Regions from separate parts of the Anas platyrhynchos genome. Here region 1 is linked to region 2. The links are chromatin contacts, called in public Hi-C maps. All regions are on one chromosome and are shown on one strand. Each heading gives the region's core, a stretch centred on a gene start, on an enhancer-like site or on the middle of the called end of the contact. The rest is flanking DNA. Distances are from core to core; before and after follow the strand shown. Region 1 has its middle 15 kb from the start of TRNAE-UUC. Region 2 holds the start of ASRGL1 (asparaginase and isoaspartyl peptidase 1).

Evidence for each region. Hi-C and Micro-C count contacts between places; a contact is called where the count stands out from the background.
Region 1: a contact with region 2 is called in a Hi-C map of subcutaneous adipose tissue, with 2.2 times the contacts expected there. The contact joins the enhancer-like site here to the promoter of ASRGL1 in region 2. A contact is called at or near these places in 3 of 8 Hi-C or Micro-C datasets (liver, skeletal muscle and subcutaneous adipose tissue).

Annotation. Positions count from the first base shown.
Region 1 is chr3:89,643,098-89,647,616 of IASCAAS_PekinDuck_T2T, reverse strand. No RefSeq gene overlaps it. Among named protein-coding and RNA genes, the nearest start is that of TRNAE-UUC, 15 kb to the left of the region's middle. Within about 2 kb of position 2,071, at least 1 of the 8 cell types and tissues checked has an H3K27ac peak or open chromatin away from gene starts, as enhancers often do. A contact at or near this core is called in subcutaneous adipose tissue, where this site is marked.
Region 2 is chr3:89,581,084-89,585,629 of IASCAAS_PekinDuck_T2T, reverse strand. ASRGL1 (asparaginase and isoaspartyl peptidase 1) reads right to left here and starts at 1,654. Exons shown (of 7, transcript XM_027455017.3): 1 at 1,497-1,654; 2 at 248-494. The coding sequence starts at 434.

The sequences.
Region 1 (4,519 bases), core at 822-3,321, 62 kb before region 2:
CAAAAATTCACAGAGTAAATGTTGAATTTTGCTCTGAATTTTGTTGAATAAGAACAGCAAAAACTGTTCTTATTATTAACACTTACGGTTACTGTAGCCATGCTAAAATAGATTTTGTTTTCATTATATCCCTTTTTTAAGGATTCACAAGCAAGTTTTAGAGCCAAGTACGCATTTACCAGTATTAGGGAATTCCTATGCTTCGGATGTTTTTCCTACGCTCTAAATCCTTCAGTCTCCTCACCTCTTCATTCACTTCCCGGATTTTCATTTAATCTCTGAGCACAGTAGTTGCCTCAAGTTCCACTTTTCTATTTCCATCCTAGATCTTTCGGTTAGCTCAGTTTGTAGTGTTCTTGCCAAGGGCAGAGATATTTGCACTATTCCATCCCTACGCATTTTGAGCTGTCAATCATCCTTTCTTTGATAGCCCAGACCTAGCCTGCTTTATACATATACAGTCTTCTCCTTCTTCCCTATCAGAAGGCCTTCCACTTGTTTTTAAAGTGGAGATCCTGAAAAGGCCATCTGGACATCTAGTCTTTGGGTAATCTACTTTGCGATTAAAGAAAAAAAATGCCACCTTTGTGAACACGGTCCAGAGAAGCACCTCTACTCCAAATCTGTCCCTCTGTACATATGAAATCTTTCTTCACCTCTCCATCACTGCTCAAGAAAAGCAGGGCTGCCAACTCAAACACCTCATCAATACAGAAACTCTACAGACCCAGCCAACCACCCAGTCTTGCAGATTCCTTACGATCAAAAGCTCAATTGCAGCCCTCTCAGCTGCTCCTGACATTTGTCTCATCCAGGGTCTCTTCCTCTTCCAGATTCACTTTTACGCAATACTCTCTAAATTCAGGAAAGGCAAAAGTCTTGCTGTGACTGTTACACATTCAGAAAGCTCCTGCCAGTAAAAACAGCCTGAGAAATCACTGAGAAGTGTCCTTTATATCCTCTTACAGCTACCCCTTCTCACTGAACCAAACAGCAGCTACCGCCACGGTCTAGGCCTGTCATGGTCCACGCCCATCTTTCCCCCTCCACCTCCAGGCACCACACGATGCCAGCCTCTACCCCCCATGTTAGTTTCTATTGAGCTGCATTTGTGCTTTTCCTCAACCCTGCATCTGAACAGAAGTGCGAGGTAGAGCTCCAGAGCCTCCCTTCACAGCCCTGGTGCGAGAGGCCTCTGGCACCCCTGGAGCACCGGGCCCACGGCCACCACCCTGCCGCTGCCACCCATGGCCACAACAGGGAGCTCGCAGAGACCACCCTGCGCCCAAAATCCTCCCAGGGATGGTCACGTTTAACACCAAGCTGACTGCTTATGAAATCATTCAGCTTGGCAGTAAAAGCAACTCTCGTTTTAGGCCTGGGCTGCCAAACTAGTAAGACCAATGAAAGTTAAGAGCAGCAATAGGCATACTGAGAAAAGGATTTCAACTCCCTACTTTAAGAGAAGGATGGTAGCAAAACTCACCTGGACTTATTTTATATTCTCCTAAGCAGGCTGTAGGTTTAAAACTTTATTAGTATTTCGGTGAGGCTCATCACTATGGTATGTGAGCAACCCAAGAAGATCAAGTTGCTCATCTGTATTAAACAACAGTTGCTGCGAGATGAAAACAAGCAGGGCTTCAGAAACCCAGCTGAGGTTTCTGTTTGGCAACGACAACGTGCTTGCAACGAGGCTTGGATCCAGATCCCATTTGATCTGGGTCTTCCCGCCGCATAGATTTCAGGTACGCTCAATAGCTCCGCGTCCCTCACCCCACCGCCTGCAACACAACACTGGGCACGCTGCATGCAGTTAGAAGAGGATTAAGTGCCACATTTCTATCTCATCCAAGCCTACTTTTTGTTTCCTCACCCCTTCCCCGAATCAGCAGCTTGCTGCTGCGGCAGGCGACGAACACATGGCTTCTCCCACTCATTAACATCGCGGCCACGCCGTGGCACGGGTCCAAGCCCGTTTTTTTCCTGCAGAGGATACAGCTTCTGGGGATGTGAACAATCCCAAGCGAGAGCTCGTACGCATCAGCCCATTTCCTCTGTTGGAAGGGAGTCTCCCGGCTAGCTCTCTGAACAAACACAGCCCTGGAGCCAGCCCGCGGACGGTGTTTACACAAACGGCACTGCCACCGATAGAGTTTCTGATACTGTGCAACAAAAAAGTTTGAAGCAAAAGAGAAAAAAATTTCCATGAAAAAGCAGTAAATTGCACATTAGTCAAATGTTGATGCATTTTTAGTCATTTCAAACAGCGGCTTCTTTAAAAACCACATCTATTTTACTGTGGTTAAAGTAAATCTTATGCTGAACAAAGGAACTGAAAGGTACCAATTTAGCAACAGTTCTCTATTTCCATCCCACCTCTCCTCCTCTTGCTGCCTTACACACAGACAAATGCAAGGCCCAAGTAGTGCCAGTATAAAATAAAGGAATGCTTTATCACTGCGGTTTGGGAATTTCATTTTTTTTTTTTTTTTTTTAACGCTGAAACAATATTTTTGCTAAGTTTGGGCAAACTGAAGACGGGGTATAGCTGAAGTATTTATTTGACAAAGATTCGGTGTCACCTGTAGGTCTCCATACACGCACTTTGACAATGATACTTAATTAGCATCGACCTTTCACCACTCAACGTGCTGTGAAATATTAGCCTATTTTTAATTTTATTTATTTGAAGGAAGTGGAACAATACAGCGAGCATCAAAAATAGTACATCAAATAGTACACGCTGTACCCCATGCTTATACAAATAAATACAGACAACTATAATCCGGGAGTAGGATATATAAATATAAACTCCTAGCTTCACAGAGTTCATGAGAATTATAACTTTTGGAAAACCCAGTCAGTCCACTTGGTAATTGAAGTGTTTGCAGTCTCTTTGCTACTAACCCAGGGAAGGAGCAGAAGGCTGCTCTCAGCATGCATTTTGCCTACGATTCGAACTTGTAACATCATAAGGTCAATTTACAATAGGAGGCAAGGAGGTGTATGAGAAATACACATCATGGTTGCTGTTATTTCTCCCTCTCCCCCAGTGCTGTGACGCAGCTGATGCCTGTGGCAGCCCCAGCTGCCTCTCAGGCAGCACAGGCCTTCAGGGTGCATCTGAGCAGCTGAAAGGAAGAAACTCGAGGGTCAGCAGTAGAAGATAAGGGCAGAGACAGGCCCCGGCATAAGATTTTTCATAAGTTAATAGCCTGGCGATGGAAATATTTTTAAAAATTTCCATGCCTCCTCCTGCATAGGGGCTGCTAAATTGCATCCTGTTGCCCTAGTCAGGGCCGGGAATCACGGTGTTAACCTGGACTGGTGCCACTCACCTCCATAGCTCAGCTTCGCCCTGGTGCAAAAGCTTAGTGGGCTGCTTCTCAGAACAAGCGATTCACAGCAAATCCCTTCTAGCCCCAGCCATCCAGTGGAGGAAAGCTTAGTTTGCTTTTCTGAGTTCTTACAACACCAGGAAATCTTAGAAGCACCAAAGGGAAAAAAAAAATTAAACATAAAACTCAAGTGACTGCCTACAGTCCTCTCTGCGGCCTTCCTGGCTGAAGATGAGAGCAAGCAGCTAGTGTTTCAGATTGCTCGATGGAAGTGACCTCTCCAACTACCACACCATATTAACTTCCTGACCAAGCTCAGTGAAAGCCTGCCAAGTATTACAGGGAGAAGAAAGGGATGTGAGCAGCTCGGGCACTTCCTTTCTGCAGATATTTTTGACCAGCACTGAAAATCTATGGATCTTATCTGAAGAACTGGAGCATTACACGGGGTTCAGCAATATCCCAGTTTTAGCCTATGCACTGAGCACAAACCAGAAAGCAAGGGCCACATGGGCTGTTTGCTAAGAGGTCACACAAAATAACTAGAGAGCCTGTATCTGCCTTGTGGTGAGATGAAAAAGCAGTGATGCCTACTTTCTCACCTATCCTGACACACATTTCCAGCTAGAAATACCCTGTTCTCTCTTTTAGGTTGCAGCTACTGACACTTGGCTGCTCGCAGACCAGGCAGGCATCACAAGCTGCACCGAAGCCGCTGCAGAACAGCATCAAAAACAATTGTGTTGTACCCGTTAGCCATTTCAGCGGAGGTCAAAAAAAAAAAATTTAAGAAGCAGGATAACATATACACCCTCTTCATAATAGAAAATCTGTCCCAGTGCCGCTCATTCCGGTGCCAGGAAACTTGGTTTGAGAGCCCAGCAACACGACACCTCCCACCAACACAGCGGTAAGGTCAAGGGATGCTAAAACGGGAACTGTAGATGAAATTGAAAGTTAGATTAGGTTCAGATTTTAATTTTTAAAACAATAAGACCCTCTATTTTGAATATGATAAATGTGAAACATAAGACTGAACAATGTTCAGTTTTATATCACATCTTTGTATTCTTTAAAAAGGTAGAGAATTAATCAAATCAGCAACATTTACAGCAAAAGTAATCTCCCAGACAAGATTTCAAAATACATACTCTGTCTTCCAAAATGTAAATATTGTA
Region 2 (4,546 bases), core at 405-2,904:
AACTGGAGCACAAGAATGAATTGGCAGGTACAAAACGCTGAAAAACAGGAAAGAGTAACTTGTCTGCCCAAGTGTGCTCACAAGAAACTGTGGCACATAGAATGCTCTTTTATTATACTGATAAATACTACTTGCTGACACCAATATTTACTCCAAAGGGATAGCAAACCAGTATTTTCAGAATGATCAGGACAAAATAGTGAACGTACACACTGATTATATGCCAATTTACTTCGTGAAAAATTACCTGCATTAAAATGAGGATTATCTTCCATTGATCGCACTGCCTCCTCAACTGCATCTAAGGCACTGCCTCCTTGTTTCAGGATGCTGTAGCCTTGCAGTGCAGCTCTGATAACACCAGTACGACAGCCCTGTTCTCGTTCTTTGAAGATCCGGCCAGCTCCACCATGCACCACGATGACAGGCTTCATCCTGAAGGCCAAATTCCTTCCAAGGCTTTCAGCTGCGCCAACAGGTTGCTCTTAATCAGCCTGCTTCGGGAAGAACAGCATTTAGCATTTGTTCCCTTCTACACAAGGAAAGCGCCCTGCAGAAAAGTTACAATACGCTTAGTTTGACCTCAATGCTTTTACCTCTCAGGAAGCTGAGCACACAGGCAAAGGAGCTCCTACAAGATATTCAAGTTCCAACCGGAGGAGCCCCCAAGCAACTTGGCACACCCCTGAGCTCAGTTCTGCTTCTAGCTGGGCTGGGTGACCTCTGTAGGCCCCTTTCAAGCAAAGGTACGCTACGATCTCATGATTCAGCACGAAGCCTGTCTGGCGATCTTATTATTTTACAAGTTATACAGCAACAAGCATCGGTGTCTCAGTGCTGCAAGCTGCTCGTTAGATAAGTAATCCTGTTCTTCAGGTGCAATAATATAACCAGAGATGAAGCCACTGACCCCTGTTAGCAGCATAACTCTGCTGCCCAGGTGCCAAACCTCTGACCTCTTGCAAAACGTTGCACTTTGGGCAGCAAAACGAAGCGTTTAGACCTGGTGGTTAGCTCTTTTATTGCCACTTCTCACGAGGAAAACAGCACCGCTTACACCTCCTGGGGCGCAAAGGAACCGGAGCTTCACCTCCTGCCGAAAGCTAGGGCAGGAAGGGATGCACCCTCCAATTAAACGATTCCTAGGCCCTGGATTTTTATAAATTGTGGAAAATGATATCCAGCTGCTTTTCCCTCACTGTACCTGCACACCCTCCGGACGTTACCCCGGCCGCCCGCACCCCATAGCCCCCACAGCCCACCCTATTTGGGCCCTGTAACCCCAGACGGGGCAGAAAACTCTCCCTTTTCACTGGAGCCCACCACGTAAGCGAGGCCTCCCTCTTGGGAAGCGTTTTTATTTCGCCGCCAGCCGCGCTCGGCCCTCCGCGGGGCTCCGGCTCCTGCCGCCCACAAGGGAGGAGCCCGGCGGGGGCTCTCCCCGGCCGCCCCCACGCCCCGAGCCGGCTCCTCCGCGTCCATCCAGCCTCACCCACCCTTGTGGAGAGCGAGGGAAGGGCTCGGCCCCCCCGTGTGGCCCCCGTCCCGTCCCGTCCCGTCCCGTCCCCTAGCGCAGCCCGCAGCGGTGGCGGCGAGCGGGCGGTTCCCTCCCCGACATGGCGCCCCCCGCCGCCTGAGGGCTGCCCGCCGCTAAGATGGCGGCCGCCCTCTGCCCCCTGCGCGCCCGGCGCCCGGTGGCTTTAGGCTCGGCGGTGGTGCTGTGTGTGTTGGCAGAATAAGGGTGTATGTGGGAGTATAAACGCCAGAGATGTTGCTCTGGCTCCCAGCTCTGTAAATTTGTGTCCCCACAGCCCAGTTTGTCACCGGTGATGGAAATGAGCGGTCCCTTCCTCACCCCCGCCTCAGAAAAGGGCTCAGTGTGGTGTGGGAGAAATGCCTGCACACAGGTGCGCAGAGGTGACATTTCTACAAAAATCAGAAGGAACAGCCAGGGAGCATGGCTTCTTCCAGCAGGTGACGTGTCCCGGAGTACACTGATGTGCCCAGTGCAGGACCAGCCAGTTTGTTCACGATGAGACGATAACCGCTTTTATTTCTTCTCAGTGATGTACCTTCTCCTATCAGATGTTACACCACCTTTAATTTCCTCATCACTCACTGCCGCTTGGTTTCTCCTTAAGTTAGATTAGAAAAATGACACCTCTTTTCCAAATCAAAACCCAACAATACATGGCATCCGCCCTGCCTTCTGCTCTTTTAAACAAGCTGGGATTATTCATCCCCAAAACACAAACTGAATAGTGTACATAAACTGACACTGGAAGGTGTAGTGAGACCTAAGGAATCTGAGTCTTCAAGCTGAAAGAGACCAAGTGACAATAAACTGTATATATCCATTCAGATTCGAAATAGATAACTAAGACAGGAGATAAGTTTGCCTTTTTTTTTTTTTTTTTTTTTTTATAATAGGCTGCTGATGGAACACATAGTTGCTTGCTATAAAAAGAGGAACTTGAAAAATTCTTCCTGGAAAATAAAAATAAGAAAAATACTTGAAAAATGCAATGAAAAAGTTAACTGAAAAAAAAAAATAAAATCATAGTTTCTTACCTTTATGGCAAAAAAACATAAGAATTTCTCCGAATTTATGCAAACCCTATACCTGACTGCAGCCAGCTGCCTTGCTTCACCATTTCCGTTTAGTTCACCACCTCTTCACGTTTTTCTACTATTTTTCATTTCACGCTAGGTTCTGGAGACAGCAGTAAATGCAGCCTACTCTGGACACACAAGGAGTTGAGTTGACGTGACTGTGCTGAAGAACAAGGATTTATGGCAGTGTGCAGTCACTCAATTGAAGATCTGTTTTGATTCTGAACGTTGGTTTAAAATGAATTAGCATGGTGTAATTAAAAGGAACTACACTGGATGGTTTTTCATTGTCACTGATAGGATTAACAAAGAGGAATTTAAATTTTGAATGTGAATTATTTGAGAGTACCTCTTTTTTAATAGAATATTTTATCTTGCTTTCAGAGGTAGTGTCAAAACAGGAAACTGATACTAATTGAATGAAATACTTTAGAAGAATTATTTCAATTGCTTGCATGGACAGCTGAACACAAAATTTATATAATAACATTAAATTGAAATATTAATATTAGTCTAACATTGTCATGACTCAACAAAGCAAGTATGTCACCTGATAGAACTGGCATACTCTGTTTTTACATCAGTTTTCTACCCTAAGCTTTCTTTAGCCACCTTCTTTGCTGCAGTGGTCAAATCATTTTTATTTATTTTTTTAACTGAGTCACAATCAGTTTCCAAATTAGCATTGGAACAGCAGAGGGAGAGGGCCACCAAAAATGTCTGGGTAGCCAGTAAGGTAAAGGCAATTGTTTCATACATCATTCCTTACGAGTCAGCACTGAACTGCTTCCCGCCTATTTCACTGGGAGATAGTGGTCTTTTAAACCCTTTTTTAGGAATAGGATGTTTATTAGTATAATTAGAAAAATACTGCATATTGAAGAGATGAGTTAGGCAGAGCAAGCAAGTACGCTGATGAAAAAGTTCCATAGAAGTTAATGACATTCTATATAAAGAAATGCCTTAAAACCCCACAGAACTTGCTGAAAAGTATTTTTTTTAATTTATTTTGCAACTAATATTTAGGGTTTCTTTTAATCAATGTATTGTATTCTATATCAGGAATCTGTTATAAGACTATGTAAACTGTTAGTTTTAAATAATTACTGCAGAAACAGATGTATTGACTTCATCCTTGCTAATTTTCTTAAGAGAGCTTTGCATATTTTAATTGCTGGAGAAGCACCTGTAAAAATATACAGAATAAATGAATTCGTTCGCATGCTTAGCCTTGTGGAGATTAGCTTTCCTGCTTGTAAGCTGAATGCGATACACTTGAAAGAGGTGGGAATGTATTACAGTAGGTGAGTAAGTGCTAGAGGGCTGAAGCTGGGGAGCAAGTGATCACAACATGTATGGAGAGAGAAAGTACAGCTAAAGATCATTGGGTCTTACCCTGCATCTCAGATGACTAAAATGCAACTATAATTGTACCTTCAATTTTCCCACAGAGCCTATTTAATAAGGACAAGCCTGTCTGCTTCTAGAGAAAGAATTCCCTTAGAATCTCACTGAAAATTTGATTTTAGGAACCAGCGAAGAAAGTAATCCATATTGTAGAAGTAGCTCCTTTAATATGTACTCATAATTATTCTTTTTTATATATTTTGAATAAATGTTTATGTAGAAACTTGTCTGTTATCTATGAACTATTTCAAAATATTAAAAACATGATGTGGAACAGAAAGCAGTGTTCTGTATTTTATTACTGAATTCTGGGAGCATGCATCGCTGATCAACACTAAGCAAGTGTCGTAAACATGCAGAGACACAATGCTAATCCAAAAAGTCTGCAAACTTGAATCTTTGTATGTGGGCAGAACTCATGGTGATCAGTGCAGCGTTACGATGCTCAGGTCATGCTCTACAAAAACTTATGCATGTTGAATAACTTTGTTCACATGCACAGTCTGATTAAGTCTGCAAACCACTT